2 separate regions of the Ovis aries genome follow, and region 2 is linked to region 1. The links are chromatin contacts, called in public Hi-C maps. All regions are on one chromosome and are shown on one strand. The core of a region is the stretch at or near the end of the contact, and the rest is flanking DNA. Distances in the headings are between cores, read along the strand shown. Region 1 holds the start of PTPRC (protein tyrosine phosphatase receptor type C). Region 2 overlaps PTPRC (protein tyrosine phosphatase receptor type C).

What was found. A called contact is a pair of places that touch in the nucleus more often than the background predicts.
Region 2: a contact with region 1 is called in a Hi-C map of blood, with 5 times the contacts expected there. The contact joins the enhancer-like site here to the promoter of PTPRC in region 1. A contact is called at or near these places in 3 of 16 Hi-C or Micro-C datasets (all in blood).

Annotation. Positions count from the first base shown.
Region 1 is chr12:76,939,573-76,943,490 of ARS-UI_Ramb_v3.0, reverse strand. It overlaps PTPRC (protein tyrosine phosphatase receptor type C), which reads right to left and starts at 1,826. Exons shown (of 32, transcript XM_060396233.1): 1 at 1,760-1,826; 2 at 1,563-1,678. The coding sequence starts at 1,635.
Region 2 is chr12:76,987,982-76,991,899 of ARS-UI_Ramb_v3.0, reverse strand. All of the region lies in intron 2 of PTPRC (protein tyrosine phosphatase receptor type C), which reads right to left. Among named protein-coding and RNA genes, the nearest start is that of PTPRC, 48 kb to the right of the region's middle. Within about 2 kb of position 1,604, at least 10 of the 54 cell types and tissues checked have an H3K27ac peak or open chromatin away from gene starts, as enhancers often do.

The DNA of each region.
Region 1 (3,918 bases), core at 577-3,076:
CACCTATTCATTTATCTATGGTACAAACTATTCAGCAAAATTGCTTTAAAGGTTTCTAGATCATTTTATACTCTCATGTTGAATATAAATTCAAAGATGTTTCTTAGAGTAAAAAGCCTTAATAGGCGAAGTTGAAATTTTTATGGTAGTTTGCTCTATGGCCTACAAAATATCTCATTTAGAAAGTTGTGCAACAGTTTCTGAGGGAAAATTTTAATGGAAATTTACTCTGACATGAAAATACATGTATTACCTTATAAAAATTATTATTCCTTATAATACTTTAATTGTGATAACCAGCTTCATAGGAATGATAACTTAATAAACATTTCCTGTACCAAGACAAAATGCTATACCTACATAAAAAATATTTAATCCATTTTTGCAGTTAAAAATATATATATATATATACACACACTACTTTCTACTATCTTTAGTTTCACAGAATGTAAATTAACAGTGTAGCATGTTCAAAAGAAAACTTCTGTCCTGCCTTTTAGAGAAAAGGAGAGTGGTGCAAATTTTTTTAAAAGGCATTTCAAAGCGAATTACAATAAGCAAGATTTTTTTAAAATATGTTTCCCATTTTTTTAACTTTTTTAGAAATCTGCAAAAATATCATTTCAAATATCCTTTCAATAATAATTTTTTAAAAAAGCTTTTCGATCCTCCACCGTAAGAAGTCATACTAAATATCAACCGAAATGCACTCATGACCCACACTGCAACCGTTCAAGAAATGCCCACTAAGTGGGCCAGAAGTGTGCAAAGATCTTAAAGCTGAATAGATGCAGGAGCTCCAGTCAGTTACATTTTCCTATAGAATGCCTCATTTACATGACTCTTAAGAATTTAAAGTATTTTTATCTCGTCAAGGCTGTAAGATTTACCCAGCACCCAGGAAGGGCGGTGGCCCCGCAAGAGTATTCAGAGGAAATAATCATTCAAAGGATTGTAAGGAACAAAAACCTTGATTTAGAATACATTTTGTGGTAAAAATTTTGCAAAAAGGTACTCTTTAATGCCATATCCAAATTTGTTTTTATTTTTTCAAGTACCATACACTTAAGTCTTCAATAAAACATTTTGGCCATAATCAAAATTTGAGGAAGCAAACCCCCGGTCTGAAAAAAAAAAAAAAGGAGTGGTTTGTGTGCAAACAAAGCCATATTATGATTTTTACAAATGCAGTTTTTGTTAAAAAGACCAAAATTTAGTTTTTTGGTCATTCAGATATCTTCAAACTTTCAACACTGCTGTTGTAATGTCCTTGAACAGTTTGTAAACCAAGATACAGATAGACAATGTTTGTCTTTGGAATGGTGATTTTGGGGCCAAACATGTACGCCTTTTTAAACAGAAAAATGTATTCTGTCCCCCAGGGAGCCATGTCTCTCTGAGGGACAATGACCTTGACCGTTTTACAGAGGGCTTCCTCATCTCCAGTCACCAACACTTCACTTGCTTATATGTCTATTTCAAACCAGTGTCCTTACACACACACACACACACACACACACACACACAAATAACTAAGGAAATATGAATTTCCTTGTGCTTACCTGCAACAGACACTGCGGTGTCCAGGAAGGCAAAGCCAAATGCCAGAAGTTTAAGCCACAGATACATGGTCATATCTGGAACTCAGCCAAACTCCCGAGAGACAGCATGCGTCCTTCTGAAAGGCAAAATAATGGTTATCTCCGAACCAATGTTTCTCTGTAAGGCCGAATCAAGAAGGAAAGAAGTGAATGCGTACTCTTCAACTGGTGTCTTATCAGACAGGGGCGATTTCCTCCTGCTGCCCTGAGAACAAACCACTTGCTGAGAGGCAGTGATGTCAGATTCGGTTTTACTAACTTCTGCAAAAAGGCTGCAAAGGGTCCTCTTTGCAGGAAGTCAAGAAAGTTGTTCAAAGTCACTGCCAAGGCCTCTTACTTCCGTAATTCAAGTAATTAGACTGAGTTACTAGGCCTCTCAATAGATTTTCCCTCAAGAAAGATGCATTTTTCATATCCAAATACTCCCATGCAGTATTCACGATAACTAGAAAATGACATGCCCCACCCCCCAAAATCCATTACATTCTTACCTAAACAATGATAAAACAGTCAGCATAGGTATAACAAAAATGAGGACTGGCAAGATGATATGCTAATTGAATTAATGAAGAAAAAACAACTGTATTTGTCTTAAAATGACCAAATGAATGAAAAAGCAACTACCTCTCTAGTTATTTTCGACAACCAGAATCTTGTACCATTAGGGCATTCAGAACTCAGCAATACGACAGTTCGAGTATCCAGCCACTTTCTCTGCAAAGCACTTTCAGAAAGCTTAATAGGCTTGCCCCAAATCTTTCACAGATATTCTTGTAGGGCTGGGAATGGAATCAGAAACTCACCTCTCCTGCAGTAAACCAAGCTTCAATAAAGGGGTGCCTCTATGACCTGAGATATTCTTGGTGTTGCCGATGAGGGAAAGAAGAGACATTCAATCAAGAGCTATTTTTTTTACAAAAGTTAAACTTTTATTCCCCCTCAGCCATACTGTCTCGACCTTTCTGATTAAATGACTGCAAATAAATACACAACATCCTTTGTGATTTTGATGGTGTTCTCAGTAAGTCGATTAATTAGGAAAATGCGTACGAGAAGGAAGCCTCTATGACATCAGCAGTACAGGACTGCCCTGGTGGTTCAGCGGCTAAGACTTCGAACTCCCAACGCAGGGGGCCCGTGTTCAATCCCTGGTCAGGGAACTAGACCCCACGTGCTGCAATTAAAACATCCTGCACTCTGCAACCAAAGAACCCATGTGCCGCAACGAGGACCCGGCAAAGTCAAATAAACCAATAAATAACGAACATTTTTTAAGAAGTCAGCAATACAGTGGAGTGAGCTGGTCTCATCATCACAGAACCTGCAGGCATGCATTAATAAAACCCTTACTGCACACATAGGCAAGGCATTGTGCTCTGAACTACAGATCAGGTGGAAGGGACTTGGAGACAGACCCCTTGCAATGATCTGGCTAGGAAGTGCTAGGGCAGGATTCCTGTGTTGACGTGTATAAACCTTTTGATGTCTGCATACTTATCTGTTTTTCTCTTACTTTAGCTGCTAGGAACTACAGAACCCAATTTGCACACATGCCCCCCCCCCCAACTTGGTACAAATGAAAATAATTCCACCCCTTAATTTCTGAACACTAAGTAACATTTTAATGAGATTCTTTTCATTATTATGATTTTAAATGATGGTTGTTATAGTAGCTAACACTATTGTACTCTTACCACATCCAGGAAAATGCTTAGCCCTTTAATCATATAATGCAATTTGTATAACAAACTTGGAGATAAAGAGATACATAATTCATCTTATCTGTAAAGTTCAGAGAGGTTAGGTGAATTGTCTGAAGTCTCATAGCTGGGACGTAAGCAAGCTGCGTTTTGAACCCAACCTCAACTTTCCTTATTTGCTTTACTATTTTTTTTTTTCATGTTTCTCATCTCCTTCTCCAATCTTTTATACTTTGTACTTTTCTAATTCTTAATCTCAGAAAGATAGAACCTGATGGCATACCGATGATACTATTCTCTTTTTACAAACGTGTGTTTTAATTAAGCGTCCGTGCTCGTCAACACTATTGTTTAGGAGTTAGGCCTAAAGAAAAGCATTGATCTATGTCAGAGGTCATGAATTTTAGTTCTTCTCACCTCAACGTGTTTCTTAAAACACATTTGCAATGGAAATCTATCTGGGGATTAGCTGTATCTTTAAGCAAATATCTGTGTTCTGTTAGCTCACTCTTAGGGTAGGATATTCGGTAAACTAAAAGCCAGGGAAAACTGTGTGACATGCCATTTTTTAAAAGGGAGTTAAGACAATATACTCTGACTGAGCTGAAGAGAGGGGA
Region 2 (3,918 bases), core at 355-2,854, 49 kb before region 1:
GCTGCCATCTATGGGGTCGCAGAGTCGGACACAACTGAAGCAACTTAGCAGCAGCAGCAGCATGATTCTAAAATGTCCCAGGCTTTTTCAACTACACACTGCCATAAGGGAAACATATTTAATGCTCAATCCAGTAGTTACTCTAAAGAGACCCACGATGAGTAAAATGCCATGTGTGAACCATCAAAGCGGGATTCAGAGTAAGTCATACATTGAAATTTATTTTTTAAAAGCTGAATGATGGCTGTAAAAGAGGTAGCTTCTTACTTAGAAACAAACAAAAAAAAGTGACGGGGGCGCATGGAAGGCAAGGAAGGGTGTGAACAGAACTGTGGTGAGCTAACAGAACTAAAGCCAAGCTGAGGGACATCCCTGGTGGTCCAGCGGTTACGACCTCACCTTCCAGGGCTTGCGGGCTCCATCCCCGGTCAGGGAGTTACATGCCTGTCACATGCCTCACAGTCAACCAAAACATAAAACAGAAGCCATATTATAAAATTCATTAAAGGCTTTAAAAATGGTCCACATAAAAAAATCCAATCTTTAAAATAAAAATAAATAAATAGAACCAAGCTGACACCTTATCCTTCAGTGTGTGTGTGTGTACTCAGTACTGCCTGACTCTCTGTGACCCTGTGGACTGTAGCCCACCAGGCCCCTCTGTTTGTGGGATTTCCCAGGCAAGAAGAGTAGAGTGGGTTGCCATTTCCTTCTCCAGGGGATCTTCCTGATCCAGAGATCGAGCCCATGTCTCCTGCTTTGAAGGCAGATTCTTTACCACTGAACCACCAGGGAATCCCTTATTCTTCAGTATTTGTACACAAAGCTTCAAGGAAGGGAAAATAAAACATTCCTGAAAATGGTTTACTCTTATTATGTGCATGCTTTAAAACTAAACAAGCAAAAAAGTCTGTGATCAAACCTACATCTCCTAAAAGAGGTGGGATATGGGAGAGAGAGGGTGGTGGGTGGGCTTCCTGGGGCCAGGGGTTGACAGCTGGCTGCAGGGCTGGGCACTGATCCAGGTCTGGGTCAAGGTCCATGACTTAGCACCCACAGACTTTTTTTAAAAAGGAACCAAGAGTGAAATCTAAATTATAGTGGGTTGGCCAAGAGGTTATGGAAAACCCCAAATGAACTTTTTGGCCAGCCCAATACTATCTTCTAGTGAACTAAACACTAGACAGTAATAGATAAACAGGAGAAGGACGCTAGGTTGCAGCGAGTCTGCCTAACCAACCTGTCTCCCCTCTGGCAAACAAGATCCCTAGGTCTGGCCAGGCTGCCCAGAAGGGAAGGGAAATAAAAGCAGAGTCTGATAACACGCGCTACTAACTTCATTTCCCCTTGCTGAAAACTCCGAACAGAAACACTTGATTGACTTTCAAAATCATTAAAGGAACCTGGCCTAATGGGAAAAGCTCCCCTTTCAAACAGAAGAGGTTCTCAACACACTCTTCTCATCAGAAGGCTGTTTGCACAGCGAAGAGCAGCCTTGGTGGCTTTTCTGCTCTTGTGGTTTCTCCTCCTCCAGGGTACTTCTGTTTTTCTGATTCTGAGTCTTTATAGGAAAGGAAGAGGTGTAGCCGTGCGGTTAAGCGCGCAAGCCTTTGCAAATGGTGCAGCGCGTTGCCATGGCAGCGTCGGCAGCGGCCCCAGCCCGGGGTTAAACCACAACTTCTCTAGTTGATGGCGAAGCCGGCTGATAAGACAATGAGCTGGTGCTGCAGCCCTGAGTTTCAGAGCTCTCTGTTTTTGTTTCAATGAAAAGGTGTTTCAAGGAGAAGGTTGAGAATTAGGAGGGTGGTTTGTACCCCTTGGAAGCACTCCGTTTGGAAAGGCGTTTGCAAATCATATTTTAATGAGAAAAAAAAAAAAGTTAAATCCAAGCTCCTCTTCAATAAAGTAAAAAGTCACCGTCTCTTGGGCCCGCAGTGAAATTGGATTCATTAGTTACATAATGCAGCTTAGAGAAAACAGGTTCCGAAGAAAAAAGTAAGACAGATGTGCTTATTTGTAAATAGAATTCACACTCTTTTAACCTTAAGGTTATGAAATGACCAAAGAGGGCAGAGGTGAAAATATTTCACCAAGTGCAGAGTTCTTTATCATCACCTACGAATGTTACTCTCCCGCTACGACGCAACACATCACACCCTTTGCAAGCAAATGTTCTGAGCTAAATATGTTCAGCAACTTCCTTAATATCACACTTGAAGCCTCCTGAAAGGTCACGCCTGAGAACCCAGAAATGTATAGGTCCGTTCTGGTCCCTCAGGCACGTCACCAACCGGCTTCAGCCCTGGTTAGGAACCATTTTCCATGCCGAGTGTTTCTACCAACTGCCCTGATGTTGTTGTTCAGCTGCTAAGTCGTGTTCAACTCTTTGAGACCCCGTGGACTACAGCACGCCAGGGTTTCCTGTCTTTCACTGTCTACCGGAGCTTGCTCAAGCTCATGTCCATTGAGTCCATGATGCCAACCAACCATCTCATCCTCTGCTGCCCCCTTCTCTTTCCACCTTCAATCTTTCCAACTGCCTTAGGTCTTAGCTGAAGATAGTTAATGATATACAAAATATTAAAACAGCATATGAACACCCATAAATTATCAATCCTGGAAAAGGTCATGAGATCATTTTTATTGAATGTTTTCAGGAAGATTCATATTGGGTCAGTTTCTTGGGCCTTTGTGTCTCAGGAAATTTTCCTCTCTCTCAAGTAAAAAGGAGCGTTTTTGGAATACCTACTTTCTTTGGAATAACTCTGTGGGGGTGTTAGAACTCTTGCTTCATAAATGAGAAAACAAGGATGCTGACAGTTTGAATAAATTGGATTAAATGAACACAGAGGGTGAGTAAGTTAACAGTGCAAAAACTCAGTCCCACCTCTGCCAGACAGCAAAGAGCCAGCATTTTTTATCAACCACAGAAGGCCACCCCTGGCACTGCAGGATTCAGAGCATCCATTTCACATTACTCTTGAGCTCTGGCTCAGACTCCGTGAATATCTAATACCTGGGCTCCGAGCTTCTTTCCCCAGCCTTTCCCCTAGTCTGACTCTGACCTCGTCCGATTTCACCAACCTTTACACTCGGGCCTAAACTGTGAACCAACCCCCCACTTCCCCATGCATTTTAGATACAGCCACGAGGAGTCCACTTTTACAATGTACTGACATATGCTTGATTCTTGTTAAAATAACTTAGTAGAAGATTCCAGAATCTTTACTGTTATTATTGAAAGCCCTTCCCAATCTATCTCCAAATTGCCTTTCCAATGACATTATCGGTATGCTGAAATGAAATTACTTATTTAACTTCAAATTCAGTTTAAGTGCAATTTATTGCAACCAAATAGGGTTTCAGCACACTTCCCCACTTCCCTTTCAGTTTTCTTTTACCCTGACCTGGAGTATCTTTCCTTCTTTTAATGACCCTGAGTCGTGGCCATCCAAGACTTGATTCAAAATCCAACCTCATGACAACTTTCCTGGTCCTCTCAGGTCACCAAGGTCTTCCAGTGTTTAGAATAATAATGATGTATGGCACTCACGGGCATATATATCATGAGTAAACTTATCTATTTAGTTATCTCTTTCCATGGAATGTTCCAGTTAAGGTCATAGCTGTTTGGAACAGCACAGGATGGCTTGAATCCCTCCATCTCCACTCTCCAGCTGTCTGACCTTGGAAAAGTGGCATATCCTCTCTGAACATCAGTTCTCCAGTTAATCTATAATATCTACTAGGGCTCTGTCTGTTAGGTAAGACAATGTGAAGCACTTAATGAGTGCACTCAGCCCCTAAGTAATCACTGAGCCCTTCCTCACTTAGGGACTTACATGGATAACGACCACTGTTTTTCTCATGAACACCATGATTATCACCTTTGGGAATCTGACTTGTTAACTCCATTTG